Linked DNA regions of Zea mays: all the other regions are linked to region 2. The links are chromatin contacts, called in public Hi-C maps. All regions are on one chromosome and are shown on one strand. Each heading gives the region's core, a stretch centred on a gene start, on an enhancer-like site or on the middle of the called end of the contact. The rest is flanking DNA. Distances are from core to core; before and after follow the strand shown. Region 1 holds the start of LOC118476959. Region 2 holds the start of LOC100278308. Region 3 has its middle 11 kb from the start of LOC103655593. Region 4 holds the start of LOC103653847 (NAC domain-containing protein 7).

Region 1 (7,296 bases), core at 4,263-6,762, 360 kb after region 2:
CTTATTTAGTTAGCAAATTTGTTAGTTAGTTAGCAAAATTGTTAGTTTAGTTAGTTAGGTTATTATATACTAGCAAATTTGTTAGTTTAGTTAGTTTGTTAGTTAGCAAATTTGTTAGTAAAAATACCAACCTCTTCGTAGTCTATCATATGGACACAAAAATAGCCTACATCAAGCTCCGAAGGAACTAGTCCATACTTTTCGTCAAGATCCAGCCAATGGGACTTAGGCCCATACAACCTTTCTCTGAAAAAAACAGTTTCATCCACCATATGGTTGCAGGAGGATACATTAGTAAATTTATGGCCGAACAGTTAAAAATACGGACATATGTTATGCACTCACATAATCACTGTTGGGAGACATAAAGTGCTCCTAAGTCTCTGGACATATCACATCATGATCTCCACAATCACACCAAGGCGGAGAGTCCAATTGTCTATTGGTGGTTAGGTTCTTCTCATCCGTCATCGGCGGGAGGTTCAGGGAAGGAGGAACCCACCGCTTAAAATGCTCACGTGTATTCCTCCCTTTCCACCATTGGTCAAAAAAGAGGTACCAAGGGTCAAACTTATTAGGACTGTCAAACCACTGGAAAAAAGCACTTCTCATAATCCTACAAGAATGGGACGAAACATTAGTACACATCTTTTAAAGAGTAAAAACATAGAAGTGAAAAACTACCTACGTTAAAACTACTGCATGCGTAAATGAAGCAAATAGTTGTGTCTAGATGTTTGGATTGAAATACCCAAGCCGGTCTGCCACATTCACAGTTAGATGCATCGAGATATAACTCTCGAGAACGACCTCTCTTCCACCACAACTTATCTCAATACATGTCTTCCATCTATAAAACGATTTAATATTCACACCACTAGAGGAATATCAAAACTGATTTAAACTTATAAATAACATGGTACTCATTATTTCAAAACCCTAACAATTTTTAAACCCACAATTCAAAAACTATCTAACAAATCTTAATCCCCATATTAACTATATATCTTAGAAATCATAACTAATAGCAACATGTTCACCAATCAAAACTAATTAATCTAAACCCTAAGGAACCACAAAATATATATATCGAATGATTACATAGCAAATGAATAAGTGAGACACCACACCTTAGTATTTAAGCTACATGGACCCAATTCAAGCTTTCAAACTCTAATACGAAGATTGGAGTAGCTCTTGACGGTATGGAAAAAGAGGGAAACGAGGGAGAAGAATGGCCGGGAGCATGGAACGGGGCAAGATCTATGGCACCGAGAGATGCCACATCGGCGTCTAGCATAGCAGCAGATGCCAGGGCAACCGAGACCTCGATGCCATAGGTCACGGCGCTGAGCCATGTTACCTCGCTGCCATGGCCTATGGCGCCGAGCAAAGGTCCAATAACGCTATTAAGTCATATAGGGACCAAACTTGAATTTCTTTTGAAAAGGGGCTAAATTGCAAAAAAATGGACAAAGGGAATGCAAAAACTACTAGAGAAGGGCAAGAAAAAAATCATTGAAGAAAAAAAACAAGGAGGCTACAACCACTCTATGACGCCTAAATGATGAAATCCACTATATCCACATATAACACACAAATCAATGATCTAGAATCTCTCAACCTATATTTATCCAACTTCCTTCACTATCAACAAATTTGTAGGTAGCACAAGAGCCTCCAGGCTACAAATTTAACATGTTCCCAATTTATGATGTCTACTCTGACAAGACTATTCTTGATGAGATTCAAGGTAGCAGTAATATTTAAGAGAGGTGAGGAAACCATGCTAGCAAAATCACTTGTTATGGTAGTTAAAGGTACAACCTGATATTTGTAATCTTTTTTGCATCCAAAGTCAATCCAATCTTGCAATCAACTTAAAGCCAGCCTCCTCATTTATTTCCAAGGGGGTTCATCCAACAAAACCAATGATAGCATACCTTTTCCACTATAAACATCAACGCAAGAAACCCTTAACTTTGTATTTTAGATGTTCTATTTTAGTCAAAGCACGCTTGTCCAATATACCACATGAAGATGAATCCCAAAACCCCCAACAACAGTAGAGTGGTCCTTGTTAGGGCAAGGACAAAGGAAGAAACAATATTGGGAAAGAGGGAAATAGGGAATTCCAAGATACACCCCATAGAGGTGGCCGAAAGATGACAATGTGCAACATAGAGCTGGGGTTGAGATGAACATGCTAGATGTGATATTAATGAAGAAGTTCTCAATTTTTTTGGAAATAGGGAGCCCAAATCCATGCATTAGGAAGTGCACAAAAAACAACAATCGCATTAGCATTTGGCATCAGATAAGGATCCTTACTAGGGACACATAATTATATTACTTTCTTCTCTTGCAACAATCCTTCCACATGGAAAGCCTACAGATATTTGGATTCGACTATGGAAACTTTGAGCTCCCATGGATGAGAGGTGGCCATGGGAACGAAATACAGATCTGGCAGCGACGGAAAAGTTTAGGTCAAGGGAGCTCACTAGAAGATGAAGAGATAGTTGTGATGTGTACGAGAAGGCAAGAATGTGAATAGATGATCCATAGAAGTTCAAGCGTCATAGGGAAATTCCTTCTATAATATGTTGCGGAAGTTGAAGTTGCATAGGGTGATTTCCAGTTTGAAGTGGTTGAAGAAGGTGAAGTGACATAGAGTGATGGAATTTGAAGTCTCAGTTTAGTAAAGTGACCAAATCTTGAACAAATAAGCTGAGTTGGAGGAATTGGACATGTACTAGTGACTCGGCCAGAAGTGTCACACCCGGATTTAAGGGATAAAGCCGGGTGCATCTCATATATGCGCCAAAGAAGACAACACATATAATAACAGAGTGTATAGAGATAAATGTCACAATATCATCAGAGTACTTATTACATAGCGGAAGTCTTATAAAATAAAAGATAAATATAAAATGAACTAAATTCCATCCTTGGCGCCATAAAGTCGACTGGGAGATGCCACCTAGATCAAGTCAAACTCCTCGTTGTGTGGCTCCTCTTGAACCACCTGTTCTTCTCCTGTGGGGGTGAGACAGCAAGGGTGAGCTCACATACGTCCATAGCTCAACAAGTTGTGGGGAATAATGTGCATGAACTCACCAAAGGTGGAAGTTCATGTGAAGCGTAAGGCTGATCAACAATAGGGGTTATAGCTGAGCATTGCTTTTAATAAGTTGGTCAAATTTTATTAGCAGTTACTAAGTGTAAGTAAATACCAAACCATAACAAGAGTAATAGAACAAAATTAATAATAAATCCCATGCAATGCAAATGACAAATTGAATTTAAGTTCCATAATTTAATAATGCGAGAGTCCTGAGCTGCTCATGACCGTGAGCTCGGCTAGTATACCTGTTTTACACTCTGCAGAGGTTGTACCCTGTACCCACAAGTCATGTTACCCATCTGCCACGGGGTTGTACGAGCCCCATACACGTCTACTAAGGAAGCAAGGCAGGGTAACACTATGAGGCCTTTACAAAGTTCCACTAGCTTTCGAAAACCCGCTACAGTTTCTGGGAATAGCAATGCAGGAATCCCTCGTCTGACCGCCATCGCAGCAAAATCAACCGAGAACCTCCCTACACGCCTACTCCCCTACTGCCCTTGCCCCTTTCGGGTAAGATAGTCTTCCACTAGCTTTCCTAATTAGTCAGCCAAGGGCATCCCATTTCACCCTTGTGGTGGTACGTGTTTCTCAAGTTAAGCTCCATGTTCCAATTAAAAATAATGATCTTGACATGAACATAAATAAAATAACAGAATAATTGGAACATGGATATAATGAAATATTAACCCAAAACCATGTAAAGCAATAGCATAACTACCCAAATGATTCAGGGAAAAACAAGGTAAAAGGATAACCGGTCTAGGGTGACTTATTGGGTCCCATCAATATTAAACCTATGCATTGATAAGTGATAACAAAGAACATTATTGGATAAAAAGTGGTCAAGGGCACAACTTGCCTTCAATGAGCTCCTGCTCAGCAACTTCTATCTGCTGAACACCGGGATCCTCAGCCATAGGCTCTTCTACTCGCCACAATACAAACAGGCATAGTATAAAAAAGAAATTAACATCACACCAAACATGTATACAAAATACATATTAATAATCTACATATTAAAATAAGATCATAGAAACATTAATCATTAATTTTGGAGTTACGGATTTTAAGTTATGAATTTCCAAAGGTTTTATGTGTTTGATACAAGATTAATTAAGACATAAATTTTAATATAGTTTGCATGTCAAAACAGAGAGAGACACTATGTGATGAACAGTAATATTTCAAAATTACAGAAACTAGAATGGGTCAATTTGGACTTAATATGAATTTTCTAGGAATTTTACAAGTTTCTGCAATTAATTTCATACTAAAAATCAATTTCCTTAATCATCTATTCCTTTTTACTGACTTCTGGACTGCGCACATGATTTAAACAAAACATAGGGTTCACTGCACAAATAACCCTAAGACTCATAGTTCCACTGATAGAACTGCGGGTTGAATCTCAATAAACCCAGGGACTCTTATGGAAGTGTGGCTTGGCAAAAGGGTATTTTGAACTTTGGGCCGCAGGATCGCACACCAACGGTGTGTATTAGATCGGCCCCGGGCCCGAACCGATACTCGCTCGCAGTCGTCGGATACAGATCCGACGGCCCAGACTATCAAGTGATCGCGATCGATCCACAAGCAAGAGATCGGAATCAGACGGACCAAGCTATTCGGACGAAACACTACCCTCGGATCTAATCTGCGTCGTAGATCTCACGATCGACGGCCAGAAACTCGTCGTCTACCTCAGCCATCCCGACCTGCGGCGCCTTCGTGCAAACCTAGATGCGGTGGACGCCATCGCCGGACTTCCGGATCCCGCGATCTAGCGCACTATCCTCCACTCTACGGGGTGCTACACAATCGAAGGGGGCTAGTGAACATGGCGCAAGGAGTACTCACCGGAGATGGCGCGCACAGGAGACCGGTCCGCGGTGAAGTGCGGATTGGCGCGGTCGCGGAGCTTTGACGAGAAATTGTCATCGGTGTGAGGATGATTTTCCCCCGCCGCACGAGCACACACCCGGTGGTACGATGACGCCTCCTGGCCCGATTCCCGGACCCCAACGGCGATGAAGTCGCGATCCAACGGTGGTGACCGACTCTCCCTCACGTATGGCGAATTTTCCTCATACGACGACCACGGTGCAGGGCTTGATGAGGCGAGGAAACAGAGAGGGGTTGCAGCCGTCAGCTTATGCCCATGGAGTGGGTAGGGTGGTTGAGGGCGAGCTGCTAGCGCAGGCGGGATCCACGGCGATAGCTCTAGGTCGTTAGCGTGTGGGGAGGAAGAACGTGCAACAGCACGTACGAGCAGATGACAAGGTGGGCCCGCGTGCCAATGGAAGAAAAGGGAGAAGCGAGCGCCACGGAGACTGCTCGTGGGCTCGTGCGGTCGGCGCCAGGAGCTCATAGTGATTTGGGCTACGCGGGGAAGAAAGAGAGAATGGGCCGAAATAAGACCGAGCAGCCCAATTAGCTGTTTTCCTTTTTCTTTTGTATTTTTCCCTTTTCTTTTTGATTTTCTTATTTGAATCTCCAATTTAAATTTGAATCCTCTTATGAGTTTCACCTTTGAGTCAAATGTACAAATTCAAATCCTTGTGTAGGAATAATATATTTTTATATACTTATTTTTATTCACATAGTATTTTCTTTCTTCTCTTTTCTCAAATCCTAGAATTTTCTTTAGATATTAAATTTTAATTTGGGTATTAATATATTTCATTTTACATTATTTTTATATTATCACAAAATGCACACAAAATGAAACCTCGGCATGAAGCATATTTCATTTAGGTGTCATTAGTTACTTATAATCTTTGAATGGGATTATTCTCATGCTCAATTAAATAGAGGCAAAACACTCCTATTATATGATGTACAAATTTGGGTATTACAAATCCTACCCCCTTAACAAGAATCTCGTCCTCGAGATTTAGGAAGGACTAGGGAAAAGATGGGAAATTCTATCTGAAGCTCTTCTTCTCTCTCCGAAGTAGCTTAATCTTCTCCATGATGACTCCATTGCACTTTGCACATCTTTATCACTTTATTTCTTGTAACTCAAGTCAAAGTGTCAAGAATCTTGATAGGATACTACGTGTAAGTTAGATCACCCTAAACACTTAGCTCTTCCATTGGTAACTGTTCTTCAGGGACACGGAGACACATCTTAAGTTGAGACACGTGGAATACATCATACACATCAGATAGATTATCAGGTAGCTCGAGTTGGTATGCCATCTCCCCAACTCGCCTAAAAATTCTGAAGTGTCTAATAAAGCGAGGGGATAATTTGCCTTTGACTTCAAATCTCTTCATTCCATGAAGTGGTGACACCTTGAGGTACACATGATCACCTTCCTCAAACTCCAGTGGTCTTCTTCTATTATCAACGTAGCTCTTTTGCCTAGTCTGAGCTACCCTCAAGTTTTCCCGAATTATACAGACTTGTTCTTCTGCCTCTTGAATAAGTTCAGGCCCAAAGAACTGTCTTTCTCCAGTCTGATCCCAATATAGAGTAGTCCTGCACTTCCTGCCATATAAAGCTTCAAATGGTGACATCTTCAGACTGGCCTGGTAACTATTATTATATGAGAACTCAACATATGGTAGACTTTTATCCCAACTGCCTCCATGCTGAAGGGCACAAGCTCTCAACATATCTTCCAATACTTGATTAGTCCTTTCAGTCTGGCCATTAGTCTGAGGATGGTAGGCCAAACTAAAATTCAACTTCGTATCTAGATTCTCATGAAAACTTTTCCAAAATCTGGAGGTAAAATGTGAACCTCGATCAGACACGATCTTCTTTGGTACTCCGTGTAAACACACAATCCAAACCATGTATAACTCTACAAACTAAGATCCTTTATAAGCAGTCTTGACCGGAATGAAATGCGCCACTTTGGTCAGTCTATCCACAATCACCCATATAAAATCATATCCTTTCGGGGTGTGAGTCAACCCAGTAATGAAATCCATGCCAATTTCTTCCCACTTCCATTCGGGTATCTTTAACGGGTGCAGTAGTCTAGCTGGTCTTTGATGTTCAGCCTTGACTCTTTGACACACATAACACATAGTCACATGTGCAGCCACATCTCTCTTCAACCCATACCACCAGTACTTCTGCTTCAAATCCTGATACATCTTAGTGCTACCAGGATGAATAGAGTAATTAGAATCATGGGCCTCCTTCAATATAG
Region 2 (7,119 bases), core at 797-3,296:
ATGGTGAGCTAAATATCTAAAAAAAGGATTGCAAGAATTTAGCGGGGCTATCATCTACGCTTGGCGGAACATTTGGAGAGGAAGAAATGAAAAGATTTTCCATAATGAGTATACTTCAGTTGTTAGGCACCTAGATGCTGCTACAAGTTTAGCGCTCACTATCTTTGACCTATTGCCGTTTTGGCAACAGTAGTCAGGCTCAGCTATATGCTGTTTCAGTGGGCTTGTGTCTCTTTCATTTCTAAAATTAGCAGTGACTATTGAATTCTTTTTTTCATCTAAAACAAATCAGAAAACCCTGTCAACCTTTCCAGGTAAAGAAAAATACTAAGAAAATCTTAAGGTCATAATTCCCAAATAAGCTGATAGAGAGAACAGTATGCCAGGTTGTTTAACACAAGTATTTTATCCACGAGTCTTTCACTGAGGACAAAGAAACAGTTATCCTTCGCTACTGAATGCACTATCATATAAAGTGAAGGTCTTAATAAGTTGTTCGGATATGATGTTTCTGCATAGTCCTATGAACACAAACATCATCAACTGGTTTATAAGTACAAAAGGGAGTAAAATCACCTTAGAACCAGACGGCAAGTTTGAATAGAGATCTCCCATGCGGATGCCATCCGCCCTCTTGAAGGACCGATTGATCTCTGTCGGTGACTCCTGCATCCCTGCCTCCCCTCGCACATTCTTTGGCGAAGGTGGAGGAAACATGAAGGCTCTACTGGGTTCCGACATGTTCCGATGGTGCACAGTGCCCCTGCCACCGCCGGCCTGCGGTATGGTCATTGGTGCAGTCTCACCGCTAAACCGCGAGTGCAGATAGCCAAACGTCGGTGGCGAGGGCGTGGGCGACGCGTAATGGGCCGGCGGAGGCGAGAATTTAGCCGGTTGCCCGAGCGTGTGCGGCCAGGGCGCTGGCGACGCCCAGCTGTTGGGGCGCCGCGAGGGCTGCGGAAAGGGCGAGCCGGTGGCCTCCGTGAGCGAAGGTGGGAAGGCACGCATAGGCTCGGCCGCGGGGCTGCCGACGTAATCCGTGATGATCGCGGCGGACGCGAGGGAAGTGACCTCGAAGTTGAAGGCGGCGAGGCTGGGGAGGTACTGGACGGAGACGACGAGGCGGCCGAGCTGGGTCTCGACGGGGGCGAGGCGTTTGGTGCGCATGGCCGCCTCCTCGGCGCGGGAGAAGGGCGCGGCGAAGGAGCCGACGCGGTGGCCCATGCAGTAGTTGTACACCTGGCCAGACGCGCAGAGCCTGCGGAAGGCGCGGTACGCCGGGAGGAAGCGGAGCGCGGCGTAGAGCGACCTGAGCAGCGTGATGCATCGCTTGTACGCCCTGTTGACCGCCAGCCCCTCCCCGACGGCGGCGGCCGCGGCGGGCGACGGCCAGGGCTCGCACGCCACGGTCCACCTCTCGAGCACCTCCTCTGGCCCGCCGCCCGATGGGGCCAGGTACACGTCCACCACGAGCGGCTCCCCGGGGGACGGGTCCGGCAGGTGCTCCGCCGCGGGCGGCGGCGGCGGCGCGTGGATCGGCAGGTGGAACCACCGGTCACGCCTCCGGAACGCCGACGCCGACGCCGCCGGGGCCGGCGGCGCGTGCGGGCGCGGCGACCGCACGGCGAGGATGGCGTGCAGCGCCTTGAGTAGGAACTGTGGCACCATCAGCTCCGCGCCGGCGCGGCCGCCGCCTGCGCCCGCCGAGTCCGACAGGCTCGCCATTGCGGATCCCGAAAGTGGTCCCTCCTCAGCCCCGTAGCAGCGGCAGCGGCAGTAGTCAAACTGCACCGGGCCCCGCCGCTCTGCATGGCTGCATAAATCTGGCCGGCGCGGGTGACGGACCGTGGCGCGATCGAATTCGAACTGTTTGGGAAGGAGAACCAGATCTGTTGGGCGACGGGGTGGGGGGAGGAAGGGAATTGGGGATGGATTCCTCTCCGGTTTTGAATCCGGGTATCGAACGGGTCGCTGTTGGTGCCGTCACTGAAGCACGAATTTATTTATTTTGGCGTTTCGAATGATTTGGTGTGTAGCAACTAGCGGCGAGGGATTTGTAGCTTCGCTGTCGCGGACGGCGGACCCAACAACCACTGCGATCGCGTCCCGGGACTGCGCGTGGTTTCCCCGATTTGTGAGGACGCTTCTGTTTCGGGTGGGTCCGTGAATTGCTAAGGGGCTTCGAATCTTAGAAAATAAATGTTGGTCGCTGGAACATGTAAATGATGATCGGCGCCCGTGGATGCAATGTCGTGCACGTAGTACTATGTTTGTTTGTGATCTTGGACTTGGTTTTGCCGGGATGAGAGGAAGGATGCTTCAAGGGAGTGCACCGTCTCTCTCTCTCTCTCTCATCGTTGTCCGCGGGTGGCGGCTGCGCTTGCTTTGGCGTGTGAAGAATCGCAAGACGGCGCGGAAGTGCTTGCTTGTCTGTCTATAGGAAAAGAGCGTGTACCCGCCATGGACTTTTGCAACGAAAGTGAAACGAATGGACGCTGGCTAGTGGCTAGTGGCTAGTAGCTAAAAAAAGAGAACACGAGCTGAGAAACTAAATTGGAATCAGAATAAGGTTAGGCTCATCCTCCTCCTAGAGCTTGCAGGTTGGAACGCATGGGACGCGCGCGCGACCACCGCCGGGGAGGATGCGCGTGACCGGAGGAGAGGACACACGCGTTGCCACCGTCCAGGAGGTCGCGTGCGGCCAGCGGGTGGAGCGGGGCGAGGAGAGGAAGGCGCGGCGTCGGAGTAAAGGAAAGAGACGAGGTAATCGTTATCTTTTTAATCAGTTCGATGATGAGTATTTTTTGTCTAACTCTAGAGGTCTATCGGGGTTTTTGTGTGCGTGTGTGTGTTCTTTTACTCAATGCGATGATGAATAATTTTAGTCAACACTAGAAATCTACAAGTTCTTTAGCATCCTTCAGATACTCTGGAAAAAAATCATGGATCTGTAGCTTATATTCAATTTTTTAGTGGATCTGAATTTGGTAAAGCTAAAATATTAAAGTTTTTTTTTAAAAAAGCAAATCTAAAGTTTGTTTTACAAACTGTAATACTGCAAATCCCTGTACAACATATGATACTTGTGCGTACAATGTTCCATGCTTCATTCATGGCTCAATCACTAATTGTGAATGTAAACCGAGACGCCCAGTGCGGGCTTTGTGCTCACATTTCGTGAGCACTATCAACAATTCATACTCGTCACTGGTGAACCCTTATATGTGTGGGATAGGATGAGTACCTACCTATATTTGTTTTTTTCTAATATCTTTCGTATTGGCAGCTTGTGCAATAAATATGGGCCATATACGGGAGAGTGCGGGAAATACCGACCATATATCGTGACAAATACGGACCATACATCCGACTAATATCACGAATCCCCTACACCAAACTCATAAAAAGATATAGTTTCCAACTATTTACTTCTAAATTTATGCAGTAATTCAATATGCAGACAGACAAATATCATGAGTTCACGGTAGATGACCATGATTAGCTATAGGGACCAGTCCCAGTGATTTTTTTTCCTGATGGAATGGAACATCACGTTACTATTGCGCTGTTGCAGCGCACGTCAACACGATAACACAGAAGAGTCAGGAATTACAATTACGGTCGTAGGATAGGACGATGTCGTCAGCAATTGAGGCCTGATCGGCGGCGGCTAGGCAGAAAAGCATGCACGAAGCCAGCCGCACAAACAAATGATGGCCCGGTAGGTATCCTACTAAAAAACTACAGAAATCAGAAGGTACCGTACACCACACCAAGATAATAAAAAAAAAGTGGGGGGGAGGGTAGTTACATCTCTTAGGTCAGTCGCTCGCACCGTTCATCCGATCCGATCAGCCGAACGAAGGGATCCCGTATCTCCAGCCATTGGAGGATCGCCGGCGAGGGGGCGGCTGCTGCTGCGGCGCAAAGCTGAGCCCGAACATCTCCCTGAGGACTTGCCCTGGCTCCTGGAGCCCGATCAGCTTGGCGACAAGGGAGGCACTCTCCCTGACATGTTCTAGGTCCTCGGCCTCGGTCCAGAGCCGGCGAGCGACCTGGAGCTTCCTCTTCTTGGAGTCCAGCGAAATGCCCCATTTGGTGTACAGGCGCTCCCTTTCCTCTGCCGTGAGCCGCTTCTGCATCTGCCTCGCAAGCATCTCCCGTTCACGCTGCAGCTTCTTGGCGCTGCATGAAGCGGTTCATTGGAGAATCATTTCTCATTCTAAGAGAAGACGTTGCGACAATTGTCATCAAGTTATGATACAGGAAAGTGCAAGTATATATATAAATATATTCGCTTACCTCGCAGCGGGGGAAGAGTTCAAGCTGCCTACCACCGCATTGCTAGGGGTGTTTCCCCGAGAGTAGGTATCTCTGAGGAATGATAGCCTCCGGAGCTCCACTTCCATGTAGATTGAATCAGCTTGTTCTCCCTTGAATAGCAAGAAAAAGTAGGTCCTGTGGACTAAGGAAATACAGCACGCGTGCCAAAGCCCGATGATCTCTTGCTGTTTCTTCTCGAATTCTAATGGCCAGCGAGAAGGTGATTGCGAAGCATCAGCAATCGGGTCCAAACCAATGTTCTTTATGTCTACAAATTCTCCATTTGTAATCTGAAACAAGGATTAACAAATATTATTATGGTAAGTTGATAGAGGAAGAAAAATCAGCAGATTAGAACTAGTTTCAAATTAGACTAGATTTTACAGTATAGTTGAAAACACAAGCAATCAGTCTACAAACAGAACATCTGCAAGCAACTCTTCACATGGTCAAAACTGGTGTAACATGCGGTTTTTCTACTCCTATAATGGGCAACTGGGCATAATGTGCATTTGAATAAAACCTTAGCATGCAACAGAACTTCGCCATACACATTCTATTTCAGTGAGCTTCAGTGACAAGCATAAACGTCATATGATACTCAGTTTGTACCTGATTGCCTAACTGTTTCTGGTAATGAACCTGAGCCATCTCTTTCAGTTCAGCAACAAATTCACCTATACCAGTAAACTCTGCATCGCATGCAGCATTTGTCTTGGTTGAAACTACGGATCCTGCTCTTGAAAGAGTTTCACTTTCTGCGTCATGGTTCGGTGTTGATCCCCTTCTATGATTCCCTTCAGGCCTTCCAGGGAAACCAACCAAACTTCTATGCAGAGGGGTGCCATCATCCATCTCCATGCCATCAAACATGGTAGAACCCATAAGTGATCTACAGCTCCTGCTTCTACCAAGTATTCTGGAGCCTGATGAGTTATGTGTCGACGATCCTAGATCTCTGCCAAGACTAACAAAAGGCCTTTTGATATTCTCCAAATGCTGCTCCAATGTGATAGGAGATTCACTAAGGAGCCTTGAGCGCCTAGAATTCACTGATGCATTTGAACCGCTTCCATGCAAACTAGAATTCATGTTTAAACCTTGAAGGCTACTGCTTTCACCAGCTGACAGGTCCAACTGTTCATTTCCTCCTGTTCCACTGGTCCCAATGCATCGCACGTCCTTGAAAAGATCTGAATCATCGTGAGAGATCTGAGAACTATCATCCCTGCTGATGCCTGGGGATATTCCAATTGATGGAGGACTGCGGGCTGAACGCTTCCCTGAGCCCTACATGCATAACCAAAGTAAATGTACCTGTGAAGAAACAAGAAGATGAAGAGCACCTTATAAGAAGTTTACCGAGTGCTTCACTTGGTCCCCAACAGTCTCCAGCAAATTCTGCAATCTAGACTGAGCCAAATCACGCTGTGACTTGAGTTCTTTAATTTCTTTCTCCATCTGCATGTTAAAGGACACACACATCATTGATATGAAAAGAAAGTGGGTTTTCAATAAAAAAAATGTAACCGTGCTGATTGCAAGAATATATCATACATCATAGGTACAGAAGAAGCAAAGAAAGCGACTCAATAGAAATAGAAACACAATTCTTGCACAGAAACAACAGTTTTAAGTAAATTTCAATGCATCAATTGTGACATAAGAGCAGAAATGTATTGACAAAAGGTTGGAAGAAGATGTACCTTTCTAATTTGGTTATCCTTTTCCTTTACTAATGCTTCAAGACTGGAATTTGAAGCTGGTTGCCGCAACTCACTCTCCAACCTAGCAACTTCCTTTTGCAAATGCTTTACTAGTGCTTTATCAGACATGACCACATTTACCTGAGCATTTGTAACTACTTCCTTTGCACAACTTCCAAATAATAAAGTATTTCTTGAATGCTCAATATGGCTAGTGGCAGGGCTCAGTGTACAGATAATAGCCGTTCTTGCATTACCTCCTAAAGATGGTTGTAATATGCGTGTGAGCTTTGAATCTCTGTATGGTATGTGTGCATTACTCCCCATGCTGCATAAATAAAATGACAAACTTAAGTTTTTTCAACTAAAAAAACTAATACCAGAATAAAGTGTTTCCTATTAGCATGTGAATTAAATAAATGTACTGTGAGTTAAGGTAATAACCTTAGTTTCCTAATGACAGTGCCAAGGGCAAGCAAACTTCTGTTAATATGGCAGCCTTCTTTTAGCCTCGTGCCAGCAGACAACGCCTGAGATGCACGCTCACTTCCTGCTAGATCAACAAAGTTCTGCATGGGAAAATTAGAGCTTACAATTTGTTTCCACATATGTATAGATATAGAAAAACCCATCACATATTTGCTGGGTGTACTTACAGCACTAGCGACAAGTGTAGTTGACTTGTCCTTCCCTAGGAACTCCCGTGCAGAACTTTCAATTGTCTGCATTAATAAAATACACAAAGATTTCAGGGAAAAAAGCATAGTTCCAAGCAATTTCTTAATGTAAACAAGGACAAACCAATCTCAGTATCTGATGAGATCTGGAGCTTTTTTCATTCAAGAAGGTCTCCCCTGTCCTTCTTTGAGCTGTTGCAGTCACATAATGCACACATGAGACTACATCTAAGAACAAGCACCAGCTACAAATAATGTAAGACACCACAAGATCAATACTGCACCTTCACATACAGAAATAAGCCCCTTGAGGTGGTTCCAGTCCCTTAACACAACCTCTGTAAGGTTCTCCACATAGGTGCCCTTCTGTATAAAGAATAACACCAGACCATCAACAGATGCAAATCTAGCAG
Region 3 (6,966 bases), core at 474-2,973, 340 kb before region 2:
TACTGGAGTGGAGTAGTGCGTAGTAATAACAGGCTGCAGCAGGTCGAGCCAGCTAGGTATATTTTCTTTTATTACCTGCTATACGCTGCTGCTGCTGCATTCATGTGTGGTTATTACCATTGGCCATCACATGGAAAAGAGCCTGCAAAAGGCAAACGGAAAGCTAGGACGTTTGGTAAGATTAATTTGTCTGCTCATCTAGCCATGCCATGCCATGTATACGTCTAGGCTTGCCTGATCGGTATATACTTGTGTCTTCTTCCAACCGGAATTCAGGTCTGACTTTTAGCTAATAATCCGTCCCGCCTTCTCCATCTTAGTAGAATTTAGTACTTATGGTTTAACTAATTGTTATATTCTTTCTAGGACTAGACGAGGTGTTTGCGTTATGCCTAAGTATTTGCTAGAGCACGCTGCACGAGAGTTGGTTTAAGGACCGTTTGTTCCATTAGTCTCTTAGGACTCAAATTTAGTCCCGGGACTAAACTTTAGTCCCTACCCTGTTTTGTTCTATAGACTAAGCAGAATCTAAACACATTAAGGCCTTGTTCGTTTCTATCGGATTGCACCCGGAATCGTTCCAGCTAATCAAAGCTTATATAAATTAGAGAAGCAATTCGGTTAGAAATCGTTCCGACCCACCAATCCGACACAAACGAACAAGGTCTAAGGGCATGTTCGGTTGTCTAGGATTGGACCTAGATTTATTCCAGCTGTTGAAATTTTATATAAAATAAGTAAACAATCCAGACAGTGATAGTAAATGCTACTCTTTAGTCTCTTTTAGCACCCATGTCAAAGACTAGAGACTAAAGTCAATCAGTCTATGTTTTAGTCATTCTGTTTGGTAAAAAGACTAAAAGCTAAGGACTAAAGATTAGTCTCTGTAACCAAAAGGCGCTTTAATTTGGCTGTCAAACCCAGCAGGTGACTGATGTTTGCCTCTGGGACAGTGACATGGAGCTACTGCTAGATAGGATGTGTACACTACTATACTAGCTAGTATACGGCTGGGAGAGGCGGCCTTGTCGTCTTCATTGTAAAGGCGAGTTGGTAATAAGTGTAAAACGTTGACATTTTCATTATTGCAAAAACAAAAAAAAACCATAGCTGTCGATAAGCTACGGGGCCGAGAGAGGATTAAAAAGAAAGGAACCATGATTGTTTGTATCGCTGTCAAAATCATTATTTAGAAGCAGCCGGCCGGTGAAATCTGCATGCAAAGCTTGATGATTAGAAACAGCTGGGACCGCTTTAATTTGTAGCAATAACCTTGTATACACCGATCTATCTATAGCATCTGCTATAGTGACGAAGTTATAACTTGAGCTAATCAGCTGGCCCTTTTCTTCTTCTTCTTTTTCATAGGTATTAGGCATCACCTAAGCACACAAAGGGGTCGTACGACGGAGGACCTGTTTTGCCTCACTCAACAACAAAATTGGGAATAGCGGATTGATTAGAGCTGTCATGCCTGTGGACTGCAAGCTACCACTAGCAAATGTTGTGGACGACCAGTCGACCATGACGGGAAGTCAACTGGGTTATTTGGAACACAGAAATTTCGTAAAAAAATCCATTCAATTTTATGGAGAAAATATAGAGACATCTTCTTGTCCGCGTCGCCCGTCGCCTTATACGATCGAGTACAGTAGCAGTAAGTGTTTAAAAACATACCAAGTGCCGCGGCAGGCTCGTAGCGATGAGAAAGAGGACCAACGATTCGTCTTCGTGGGCATACAGCATCCTAAAGCCCACTTAGTTTGGTCGAGGCCCATTTGTCTCTCTACAACAGCGAAAATACGAGCCCGACAGTTTTTGTGTGCGTTTTTTTTCTTCTTCTTCCGAAATGATTTCCTTTGAATCTATTTTTGACGTGGGAAACTTAGATATTGTATTACAGGACTGTACTTTCTGCTAGAGTAAAACTCTCTTCTATATAAACAAGAGAATCATGGTCGCTTGAGAAATCCAGCATCCAGTCAGCTTTTTTATGTATTATTAGTCTTTTGTGGCTTAATTACTTTTCTGATCTCCTGTACGTAGTCTGTTGTATGTTACTCCTTTCGTTTCTTTTTAGTTGTCTTGGATAGTTCAATTTTACAATATTCAACGACAACTAAAACGAAACGAAGAAAGTACTCCGCGAGACCCAACGACGGACGACGACGTTCTTGATGGTCATATCGACCCTATAACAGCCTCGCAACGTATCTTTTTTATGGATATTGTTGCTGCGTATGACTGTGACTGTTAATAAAAGGAAGCTCCAACGTGAAAGCTAGCACGGCCGCAATCCCAGCACTGCTTTACTACTACTCGTTCTCCCCAACGAAGGCTTGCGTTAGCTCGTCGAACAGCTGGTGTACAGCAACCATCAACAGCTGAACCGTAGAGCAATTTAGCACGAACATGGCGTAATTTTCACTAACCTGTTGAGGTACACGACCGTCAACCAGCAATCTAGCAACGTCGGCTTCCCAAAAAAAAAAAAAAAGCAGCCAAAGGCCAGTATAAACGCAAACTCACCGCTTGAAACGGAGCGCAGATCAATTGACCTTCCAAGCTCCATAGAGTCAGGGTGGGGGAGCGGACAGTTAAGGACGTACGACGCCTGACAATGACTGCAACAGGCCACTAGCAGTCGATCGGCACAGAGAGACTGAAGAAAACTGAGTCCTCAAATCATCTGAGAGTAGCGTCGTGTGTTTAAAAAACAAGATAGTTTTTAATGTAATTTCAATAATTACTAGAAAAATATGTGAATTTAATAAATAAATCTGAGAAATTAACAACCACATCCACGTGCATAAAACATATAAGAGAGACAACGCTGCTTGTCTGACAGTCATTCTCAACAAGTTAAAAAATGTGAGTTGAAGAGGAAATCATAATCTGCTACTTTTGTAATAGTTAGAGCTCCTCAAGAATGACTATTTTAAAGACATAGTTTTATTTGCTGTCATTCTGTTGCATCAAAAAAAAGTAACTTGACTATGTATCATTCGACCTAGTGATAAACACCTATATATATATATATATATATATATATATATATATATATATATATATATATATATATATATATATATATATATATATATATATATATATATATATATATATATATATATATATATATATATATATATATATATATATAGGTATAACGGGAGCCCTGGACTTCGGATATTAAAGGAAGCCCAGGTCGGTTCCCGAGGTCTGGTCGATGGAACAGGCGCGCCTGTGTTTTAACGTGGGGCTGAGAGGTGGCATGCAGGACAGACGGCGCCGTGACGCGGTTGTTTGAATGGTAAGGGAATTGCGCGGAATTAAAGGGAATAGATGCCACATGCAAACGTGATTACTGTGATACTTGGGCGCGTAAATTATGGATCTTGCATGGTAAGTAATGTGCGGAAGGTAAAAAAAATGAAGCATAAGATGTTGAAAGATATGGCATAAAACCGAAACGGCATAATAGATGCATAAACAGTATATACCGATTGGCGTAAAACGTTGTGTCATTGTGCGTAAATTTTATATTATGAATTTTAGTTTGACAAAGACGTCGCCATAATATCGGGACGGTTTCGGAAATAATAGGGAGACCCTGTAAACGTGGATGCAGTTACTTTTATAGTATCCGAGATTTACTTTCATTCGGAAAAAAAGACCACTAAGCCTGCATAACTAATCAGAGTTGGAGATGGCCGGCTCTGGAGGGTCGCCGGCGATGGAAGGAGATGACGTTCGTCTTGATCTAGAGACAGAGGGAGGAGTTGGTGGTAACTCACTGGTGACACCACCGCCTGCTCTAATGGGTCCTGAGATCGCCGAGATGAGCATAGGGGAAGAAGGAGAACAAAGGGTTCGACCTTCTATGTCCAATATTAGCTCCAGGGAGATGGATACGCCACAGATACTGCGTTCACATGTAAGTCCAATCGCTGTATTTGATTATTGATTGATTATATTGTTGTGAACATATTCCATGGTACAAACAACAATGACAATGAAATAGCAGGCAAAAACATTGATCCAACTATAGTGCCAACGGTAGGGATGACTTTCAAGGATGTTGATGATGCATATAAATTCTATAAAAGATATGCATATGAAGTTGGATTTCCACTGAAGAAATACAGAGAGAAGACATTCAGTAAGTGGATAAATTGTTCACGTGAAGGTAAAAGTGCAGCAAAATCAAATGATACACCTAGGATGAGGAATAGATCATCGGGGCGTACGCAATGCAAAGCTAGAATAAAATTTAAAAAAAAAATATGATGATGAAAACAAAATGGTTGTAGCTACAAAAATTGAACTGGTAAACTTGGAGCATAACCATGAGTTCATAACTGACGAAGCAGAGAAACAACATTTACGTTGCAACAAAATTAGGGATGCTGAGTTCATAAATTTTGTGGATGCAATGCATGATAGCCGAGTGCCGCAGCATTGCATAGTTGATTTTATATCAGAAATGAATGATGGGCCGGAGAACGTACCGGTAACTGCTCAAGATCTGAAAAACATGTAAGCAATACTTTTTTGTTACATGTGTATATATCAATAGCCATGAATATTACTATAGTAAATGTGTGTGTAATAATTTTTTGTGCAAACAAATGTAGGAGGGCAGCCAGGAGAAGAGAAAATTGCTCAAATGATGTAGCCAAACTTTTGGCTTTCTTTAGAGAATGCAAGAAACAGAATCCACAATTTTTTTGTGATTTCCAGCTAGACGATGATGGGAAAATAGTTAGTATTTTTTGGTCACACGCAAGTATGCAGGGGGAATACGCAGATTATGGTGATGCTGTGACATTGGATACAACACACAAGACAAATATATATGATAAACCACTGGGCATGTTTGTTGGAGCTAACAGCCATCTGCAGTGTACAGTGTTTGGATTTGTTTTGTTGGGAGATGAAACTGTACATACTTTTGAATGGGCTTTCAATTCATTCAAAACATGTATGGGATGCGAGGGTCCAAGAGTTATGCTTACAGGTATGTGATATATACATTTGTTATGCAAAACAGTGAATTAATTTATTGTGAAAATAACTGAATAATCTGTGAGCAATTGCAGATCAAGATCCTACAATGCCAATTGCTCTGAGAACTGTATTTCCAAAAATAGTTCACAGACTGTGCTTATGGCATGTACAGAACAGATTTATGCCATTCCTAAATGAGATATATGCCAGGTTTGCTGTTAAGGATTTTAAAACAACATTCCAGTCTATTATACATCATCCATTAACTCCTCATGAGTTTGAATGTGCCTGGGAAATGATGCTAGAGGAGTTCAATCTTCATGAAGATATGACTCTACGCAAATTATATGAAATAAGAAAAGAATGGATACCTGCATTTTTTAAAAATGACTTCTGTGGGGTAATGGTATCTACACAACGAAGTGAGAGCATGAACAGATTAGTGAAGCAATCACATGTAGATGCGAACACCCCACTGCATGAGTTCGCTAAACAAATGATGAAAATGTTGCACAGCAGGAAAATGAAAGAATCAAAGGAGGCATTGGTGAGCAAGGTATGTCGTGCTTGTTAGCAATAACGGTTTTGCATACATTTATGTAAATAATTTGTTTAATTATGATAATAATGTGTTATAGGCACCAAGGACAACGGATACATTATATAGGTTCGAAGTGAGAGTCTCTAGAGCATACACCAGAGCTGTTATGAATAGATTTGAGGAATCAATGAAATACGCCACTGCATACAAAATATTAAAGGACCCAGACGGATGTGATAATGAATGGATCGTACATCATACAAAACGGTCTAATAAAATTGTGTGGGGACAACATCAATTCAAGATAACAGCAGACATAGAAGCTGGGGAGTATACATGCGAGTGCAAACAGTGGGAACATACAGGTTTGTACGTATTATGTTGGTTAGCATAAAAAATTTGCATACTAGAGAATTTGATGATTGTAGTACAAATTAATGTATATTTTTGAAATAATGGTTCGTTTTCATGTTTTCAGGTCTATTGTGTGTTCATCTTTTAAGAGCCTTCATGCATCTTCAAGTTGAAAAGATACCTTCAAAGTATATATTGCAAAGGTACACTGTCTCATCAAGAAAAGATGTTCCGTTTGAAAGAATTGATAAGAGCTTCAGGGGGAAGGATAGAGTTACTAAATCATACAGACAGAAAATGTTGTTAACGAAAACAATGAAAGTAGTTCGCCAGGCGTGTATGTCAAAAGCAGGGTACGATAAGGCGATAGATGTGTTGGATGAGCTCGATGTCGTTCTAAGCCAATTGGAGCCAGATATTGGATGTAATGAGTTAACAGATGTTAGTGATAATGAGGAAGACAAGGTAATAATATTGCAGATGTTTTAGTGTTATACTATTTGTAACATAAATTATGCATAGTAACATGTTATTTTGTACCAGGAAGAAGAGTTGAATAAAAATAATGCTGGCGATGGAAGATGACAATACAATTACATGTCATAATAAGGTATGTAAAAGATATATATATAAGCTTGCATGAAGTATTGTACATAATGAATATATAAAATCAATGTAATAAGCAAATAATATTTTGTAGGATTCGCATAACACCAGGACTGGATGTGAACATGTGTTAACAATAATAACAACTGGTAACCAGGTACATATTAAAATAATATTGTTTATTTGTCTAAAATGAAAATATATATTTATGCTGCATGTAAATGTTGATGTATTTGGGTTGGGCTCTAAAGGAGGACAACATGAGAATTTCACATGAGGTTGGTGATACAAGTTCTCCGTGTCACGTAGCACATGAACAAATGGAACATATTGCTGCATCCTCAGAAGCTAAAAAAGTGAGCATTGATAAATGATTTTACTGATTGGTATAAATATATGTAAATATGCATATACTAAATAGTAACGTCTATTATTATGCAGAGGTTGAATTTTAA
Region 4 (7,749 bases), core at 1,163-3,662, 450 kb before region 2:
TCATAGCCACGCACACGTAAAAGGTTACCTGGCCTGTCATACCACACGCTCTACTAGAGTGTGGACACCCGATAATCATGCTAATAAGAAGCCATATGAGAGAAAAATGAGCTATTATATTAGTACCACATACTGGGTATATAAATGTAGGTGCCAACACTAGTATGCATGACACATCAATGCTAAGGTTTGCTACTCGTATTAATAATACCTTTTTTTAGCTAGTGATACAAGTAAATACTTTATCAATCTTAATTAACAATTGATAAAGGGTGCAAAGGATTAAGTTAGACCGTTTAATTTGGATGCATAGGGCTAATAATTATTACCCAGAATTTTTAGCCACATTAAATTCAAACATGAAGGTAATTAATAGGTGAGCTATTTTTTTTAGCCAAGCCTTCGACTAGTTGTTAGCAAACTTGCTGATCAACCCTATCTAATCCATATTAATTTGTACTATCAGCTAATAACTAGCCCTAACCAATCTAAACACACCCTTAATAATTCTAATAGAGAAGAACCAATGCTGCATGATAGCTAAACTTAGCACACAAACCAGGTGAGGAGTAGAAGTTTCATTTCATTTCCACTGGGATGATATTTTCAGGGGGGAAAAAAGCGAGCAATCATGGCAGTAGATAAAAAGTAGACACTTTCATCATGTATACGATTACAAGATTAATCCATTGGCTCTCCTTGGTTCCTTTTGTGCCAAGGAAGCTAGCTCAGTGCACATGCGGACCTTTGTGCTGAAAGAAATGTAACCGAAACAGCAAGAACATGCATCAGCTAGCGCAAAAACGATATTTCTTTGCCCCAATAGATATGATGATAGATTATATGGCAAAATAGTTTTAGAAAAGATTAAACCTAATATTTGGGAATGTTCGTATTAATACATATAACTGGAGAAAGGAAAATTAATACACCGAAATGCACCTGCATGCATATATCTTTCAAATTGAGAAAAAAAAAAGGCACGCGCGGTGCACACACACAATTACAGAAGATAGAGGGCCGGGTCCGTTCTGACGACATAAAATAACATATTAATATATCAGCCTAATTAAACTGAAACATCCTCTCCATGAAACAAAAGGAGGTACGGTAATGAGGGGGAAAAAACCAATGCAAGAGAAGAGAATCTGGCGGCTCCTTCAAACACTGGAAGTTATTTGTAGAAATTCCATAAGAAATATGGTTCAAAATTTCAGAGACATGAGTTTGGGAACACTCTATTATAGGCCTTATTCCGTTGTTGTCTACATGCATGCTGGATCTCTGTTATCTAACCTTGTTAATTTTACACAACAGAGATATATATTAAACACTCTAGGCCTTATTTGGGGGGTGCATGAATTTGGATTTTGGAAGTTAGCTAAGGAATGTACGCGCATAATTAACCTAGCTACCGAGCTACTAGTATTGGTAGCTGGGAACCGGCAGTGTCGTCTGGTGGCACACTGCACTACACACAGCAGCATCGATCCAAGAACTAATTAAGCAAATGAAAGAAGCTAATAACAATGCACTATATATACGCATATATGCACAGGGAGAGGTGATCGAAGCCTCACCAAGCGTGTGCGTGCGCCAAATTTATCTAGTTCGCCCAGATCGAGTCCACCAGTCGAGAGCCAACGACGACGCTTATAAGAACACAAACTCACAGTCACAGCTCCTGAACAGTAGCCTGCCACGCACCTCTTGTAACCCTGCTTGGGCCCCGGGCGGACGAGATGGATCAGGCGATCAGCTAGGCACCACCCTTCACCCAGTCAGTCGTACTCTCGGTACAAACGCCAGGATGAGAGGGAGAGGAGAAGAACAGACATGTATGAGTTTGGTTTGGGGGCTTACCACCACCAAGCTGTAGGTTGCCTCCACTTTATATACCAGCAGCTAGCAGAAGCAGCAGCTGTCGTCCAGGTCAGGGACTCAGCAGCAGCTAGCAAGGCAGCAGCACGCTGGATCGATATCGCTTTCACCGCCCAGGCCGGGGAACGAGAGGGACGACACGGAGACGGAGCGGAAAGCGCGGATGGATTGCGGGCAAAGTCTGGGTGGAGGCAGAAATCCTGGGATGCCTGGATCTGCCTGTGCCCTTTCCCGATTGGCCTGCCGCCCGCCCGCGTTCCTTTCCCCCACTGTAACCGCCACCACCTCCACCCGCCACCAACAGCGACCGCCCGCGCGCGCGACTGTTTGCGCTAGCCAGCAAGCAGCTCGCCGTCACCTCGATCGCGCGCCCGCCTGAGGCGGCAGTGGCCCGGGCAGCCCCTGCACTGCACGTCTCTGTCAGGCGCTCTAGCCGCGTCCCGGCGACCCTTTGGCGAGAGAGGGATATGACTGAGAGGGACAGGCAGAGACGCCGGGAGCGCGGTGTGGGATGGGATGGAGATGGAGTGGAGTGAAATGTAACGGGGGAAGCCGAGTTGCGCCCACAGCCCACTTATATACGGCTTCGTGGCGCTGGCTGGAGAGGGCCGGTGCCACTGCTGGAAGCTAGCTTTAGCTGGACTGGAGAGTCCTGGAGGAGGCGGAAACACCACTACTGCTAGAGTGGAGTGCTACTGTGCTAGTGCTCTCACGACTCAGCTCGGCGTTGGCTCTGCGAAAATGCCACATGCACCAGGCACAGGCAATCCTCGGTCGTCGTAGCCTCGCCTCGTAGATCGTAGCTAGCACTCTCCCTCGATATAGCCATATAGGTCGATCGGTACGGTGCGCCGTAGTTCATAGCATCGCGCTAGTAGCTAGGGGTGGCCTCCTGGGCCATCGAGTCCAGGCTTCTACTACTGTCTACTGAAGGAAGCCGTTCTCCAAATAAATGGAAAAATCCTGTGTGAAGGAAGTCAAACATCTTAACCTGTCCATTAGCAGTGTGCCGCAATTTAGAATACCGCATTTCCTATTCTTGAAAACGAATTAGCAGCGAGAGAGATCGAAGATGTTCAGTCCTAAGACGGTAAGGTTGAGAACAAGTTTTGATAGTTGTATTTAGATTAGATGCATGCTGGAATAATATAATAGTGTTGGCGCCAAACATCGGAGATGAACCACGTGACGGTACTCTCTGCAGAGGCGCGGATAGTACGTGGCACTAGATCGTACGGTCCACAGCCTTTTAGTGAAGATTGACGAACCAAAAGCCTATGCACTAAGCCTGATGCAAGTCACCAGCTTTTCAATTCGACAGGGTGACCATTCAATAGAGCTCTAATGCATAAAGGCCGTTTTGGATTGCATCTTTCTCGGGCATGACCATCTGATCAAAGGATTAAAATGTATAAACGGAGGTGCCCCAGCCTGAATAGGCAAAGAGACTATATGTACCACGGGTTTATTATCGTACCATTCCACTATTGGATATATAGGACAATATATCGACGATGAGTAGGTGGGTGGAAAGTATCGTGGTATCACTGGATGAATAGGTGATGCTTATTGTGTCGCCTTTCAGCCGTTTTATTCAGACGTTTTCTTTTAGCGGTTGACCGAGGTTTCTTTGTTGGTCGATCGCGTAGAACGACCTTCTTGCTAGCATATTTGGAGAGCAATTGATCAAAAATAGGACCGGCTTTGACCAGCCGACCATGTGTGTTATATGGGTGTTTTCCCCTGTGTCTCCTTTTTCGCTTTATGTGGAGGCTGACGACTTTGGCCATGGGCGGATTGTCCGGCTGAGTTAGCCAGACCGTCTGTTTGAGCACCGGACCGTCCGCGCGCATGTGCTGGACCGTCCACGATGCTCGAGCCAGGGAGATTTGCTTGGCTACTCGATTGAGCCTGCCTCTCGACGTCTCCAGACTTGTTAGTCTTCTTGTCCGGAGCATTCCGAACAATCCCTCCTCGTGATATATTCGACATGTGCGAATCACCAATGACGATGTTTTTGCCTTTGTCTTTATCGGCCACTTCTGGCCGAACCAAGACTTTTATGCTTGCTAGTTCTATTATATTGACATGAAATAGTTGCATGCCCACTTGCATCTCCTAAAAACATAATCGGCTCTCATTTATGGCAGATTATATCTGTTGACAAAAAATGTTACAATCATTAGTGGCATGGGAAAAAGAATTATACCACTTGCAATAAGCACGTCTCTTTAACTCATCTAGAGGAGCAAGAGTATGAGTTACTTTAATGTTGCCACTTTTCACTACTTCGTCAAATATAAATCAGTCAACCCTAATAATTCATATTTATCGAAAAAGAAATGCTCATGAAATTTCCTTTCTAAATTCTAGGAATTAATGGAATTAGGAGGTAGGACGACGTACTATGCAAAATCGATACCAATAAGAGATAAAGAAAATAAACAAACACGAAAGGCTTTCCCATCGACCAATTCACTTAGATGTGCTAGGAACTGGCCTACATGTTCGTGTGTGCTTCTACCACTTTCACCACAAAACTTGGAAAACTCCGGTATCTTTGCCCCTTGTGGGTACATGACAGTGTCAAACCAGTGATCATATGGCTTTTGATATGGCTGCCTACTCTGGCTACACTAACTCTGAGCCTATCTCCAAATATTTTAGCCATCCCTTTCCTAATTTTCTCCATTGTGCCCGATGGCAGGCCACCAAACTCTAGGCCGTGTGGCTCATTTGGCCGGGCATTCTTATGCTGACCTTTCTTCCGTGGCCGATCGAGAACGTTACTGGCCTGTGTTCATATGGTGCGATGTGGTTTAAATATGTAGGGGGACGAACGTACTGCTGATGTGGTATGTAATAAATCGGTGCATAGTGTGCAACAGTAGGTTCTGCGTATATGTATCCGGACAGTCCGAACCAGGCGGCGGGACAGTTCGACGCGATGCCAGACCGTTCGATGGTAAATCTGAACTGTATGGTTTAGTTCACTACTATCGGGGCGCCACATGGTGGTCCTGGTGCAGCCCCGGACTGTCCGGTAGGAAAAGCCGAACGATCTGATGGTGTCTTGGGGCGGCGATCTGCCAAGCAAGGATGACAGTGATGATATTTGTCCTGTATATGAATTGAAGAGATGCAACCTCGATCTCTCCATATTTGACAACCTTCTGGTGACGATCCACTGAGAATTGTGATAAGAATTTCTCCTTCGCCTGACGCATGTAGTCTTCATATTGTTGTTGCTCATCGGCTGACAGACTTTCAATGGCCGGCTTACGGATATTGTCTAGGGAAATATCGGTGTGATCTTTAGAATCGACCATTTGAGGGTCTAATTTTTAGTAGATCTAGACACTTGTTCCCCGGTGGAGTCGCCAAAAAGTGTGTTTGGCACCGATCTAGGCGCCAAACGACGGAGATGAACCACGTGACAGTGATCTCTGTGGGGCGCGGATAGTCCGCGACCCTAGGTGGGACGATCCGTGACCTAGGCGCAGGAGCGACTCCTTTGCGTACGTCCAGACAGTTCGCGCCTGGGGCTCGGACGGTCCACGATGGCGTAAAGGGTCGTCATCTTCGCAGCAGACATAGATATCGCCTTCTAGTAGGGACCCCGTCGAGGAGGAGAGATCCTAGGGTCTGTCTTCACGTTGGTAGGCCAACCAAGACGTCTCTAGTCTATATAGAGCCGAAGAGAGGTGAAGATTTGAGATAGAGGAAGGCTAAATCAGGACTACTCCTAATGTATAAGGTAAAAACGATAAGTAGAGTTGATTGGATCGATTGTAAGGGATTTAATCGGTCGTACCACTATATAAAGGTGGAGGTTTAGACCCGTTACAAGTTGATTTTTGAGTTAATCCTACATGTTTTGTTAATAAATCTTGCTAGAGCCGTCCAACCACTTGGTGAAAGTGAAACTAGCCCTCAAAGGCGCAAAAGCATGCAGCATATATGCAGTCACCTACCATGGCGCAGCAGCCGAGCTGTCGAAGAGACTACTATAGGATATAGTACGTGTGAATGAGTTGTTGGATCTTTTATGGGCTTGGCCCATTTATTGAATAAACTCTATGATGTGTAATGGTGGAGAATACCAATAGTACCACATTGGAAGTCCAAGGGTCTTTTGCCTTGACTTATATGGTGGGATTTATTCCACTTAACTTGAGAAGTCAAGAAATGGACAAGGGCGTGCCACACGCGCGCGCGCGCGCCGCCGCCGCCGGCCGGGCCGGGCGTGGCGTGGCGTGGCGTGGCGTGGCGAGGCAGGCAGGCAGGCAGGCGAGCGGGTGTGGTGTGGTGTGGTTGTGTTAATTTTTAGCACTCACTAACCGCGTACGCCGAGTGACCTTGTCTCTTCGACTGCCGAGTGACTCTGTCTCTTCGTCAGCCAAGCCGAGTGACCCTTCTCCTTCAGCTGCCGACTTATGGCGTGACTCGGCAAGAGCTGGCCGACTCATGGCATAACTCGGCTAGAGCTGGCCGACTCTTGGCGTGACTCGGCGACCTTTCTCCTTCAGCTTCCCTCTGCGAGAGGTTAAATAGAGGAGCACCCCTGTCATACGGTACACGCGAGAACACACTTTCAGTCTCACAGTCCAGCCGTTAGGTTTTTGGGGAGCGTCTACGCGACTGCCCAAAACATCTCCAACATGACAAAAGAAGCTGGTCAGGGATCTGGATCATCAGAGCGCATCGGAGGGTATGATCAGTTTATTTACTTACTGTTTTACGTGCTGCAGATTACATATGTTTCATATGTTCACCTCTGTAGTTTCATATGTAGTCACGTATTTAGCTCTTCTGTTCTGTCATTTTATAATATGTTATATCTGTTTGTTTTAGTTTTACAGTCATGCTGTTTATATTGCTATCTACTTATTCTTAATTGTTCCGTAATAATTCATGAACCATGTTTATATACTTATTTTATTTACATGCTTTATGTTCCCTTGATCCATATTGGTATGGATCAATTTAAGATCACGATTTCTATGGTTAATTATTTATATGTCATCATCATAATGTTAATTTATGGAATTAAAATAATACGGAAAATGCCTATAATTCTAACATGAGTATGCATGAGCATGACACTGGAAAAGGAAGGAGGAAGAGAGCTGAACAAGAAGCATGTCGCCGCCGCCGTCGCCGACGACGATCCTAGCTAGCTACGGCCTACGGATCAATAAACAATGTCTATTTGTGAGGTGAATCGGAGAGGCTATACCTGCGCCGTCGATCCTAGCGCACGCGCGGCAGGAAGCAAGAGGAGTCGTTGAAGCCGTGGCGGCGGGTGGTCCGGCGTGGGCTCGACCTGATCATTAGCAAACCTTGCTTTTTCCTCTCTTTCCGTAGATAGCTTCCCTTCCTTCAGCTTCTTCCTCAATACTGCTCTGATCAGTGACCTTTAGGAGCTGAGAGAGCAGCTGCGGATAGTGGTGATGAACTCGATCGAGCTGGGCTCCACACGCGCACGAGCGAGGCTCTGTCGTCCCTTTTGCAGGACGGGGTAAGGTGATCTTCTCGAAGATTCCGACCCTACTAACCCGTCGTCGTCGTGGGTAAGTCTGCCAAACTGATCGTGTGCGAGGGTCAAGGGGCTGTCTACAGATTTGATTTGCAAAGGATAGCTTGCATCTGCGAATCGGTAATGGGTCCCGGAATGAACAACAGCAACAGCACAGCGAAGCTAAACATCAGAGCTAGCTAGTGTGGACTACCTGGCTAGGAGGCGTGTGACTATCTATAGGCGCAGTTCAATGTGGGAACCCTAGCTAGATAATAGCACTTGATGCTAATAATCTTTGCGGTTGTGGGCATGCATGCGTGTAGACCGATCCATTCATCACACTATTG

Evidence for each region. A called contact is a pair of places that touch in the nucleus more often than the background predicts.
Region 1: a Hi-C map of endosperm shows a contact between it and region 2, with 2.8 times the contacts expected there. The contact joins the promoter of LOC118476959 here to the promoter of LOC100278308 in region 2. A contact is called at or near these places in 6 of 25 Hi-C or Micro-C datasets (bundle sheath, ear, endosperm and 3 more).
Region 3: a contact with region 2 is called in a Hi-C map of tassel, with 6 times the contacts expected there. The contact joins the enhancer-like site here to the promoter of LOC100278308 in region 2. A contact is called at or near these places in 2 of 25 Hi-C or Micro-C datasets (ear and tassel).
Region 4: a Hi-C map of ear shows a contact between it and region 2, with 2.4 times the contacts expected there. The contact joins the promoter of LOC103653847 here to the promoter of LOC100278308 in region 2. A contact is called at or near these places in 2 of 25 Hi-C or Micro-C datasets (ear and tassel).

The regions. Positions count from the first base shown.
Region 1 is chr4:154,856,516-154,863,811 of Zm-B73-REFERENCE-NAM-5.0, forward strand. It overlaps LOC118476959, which reads right to left and starts at 5,513. Exons shown (of 2, transcript XM_035967362.1): 1 at 4,988-5,513; 2 at 2,738-3,039. The coding sequence starts at 5,498. The coding sequence ends at 2,984.
Region 2 is chr4:154,504,451-154,511,569 of Zm-B73-REFERENCE-NAM-5.0, forward strand. LOC100278308 reads right to left here and starts at 2,047. Exons shown (of 3, transcript NM_001151624.2): 1 at 577-2,047. The coding sequence starts at 1,725. LOC606399 (kinesin-related protein 1) reads right to left here. Exons shown (of 13, transcript NM_001308496.1): 5 at 6,991-7,072; 6 at 6,831-6,898; 7 at 6,686-6,751; 8 at 6,474-6,598; 9 at 6,030-6,357; 10 at 5,686-5,784; 11 at 4,936-5,613; 12 at 4,303-4,613; 13 at 3,499-4,185. The coding sequence ends at 3,852.
Region 3 is chr4:154,163,973-154,170,938 of Zm-B73-REFERENCE-NAM-5.0, forward strand. No RefSeq gene overlaps it. Among protein-coding and RNA genes, the nearest start is that of LOC103655593, 11 kb to the right of the region's middle. Within about 2 kb of position 1,724, at least 12 of the 20 cell types and tissues checked have an H3K27ac peak or open chromatin away from gene starts, as enhancers often do. A contact at or near this core is called in ear and tassel, where this site is marked.
Region 4 is chr4:154,053,384-154,061,132 of Zm-B73-REFERENCE-NAM-5.0, forward strand. LOC103653847 (NAC domain-containing protein 7) reads right to left here and starts at 2,413. Exons shown (of 5, transcript XM_008680655.2): 1 at 1,864-2,413; 2 at 1,581-1,718.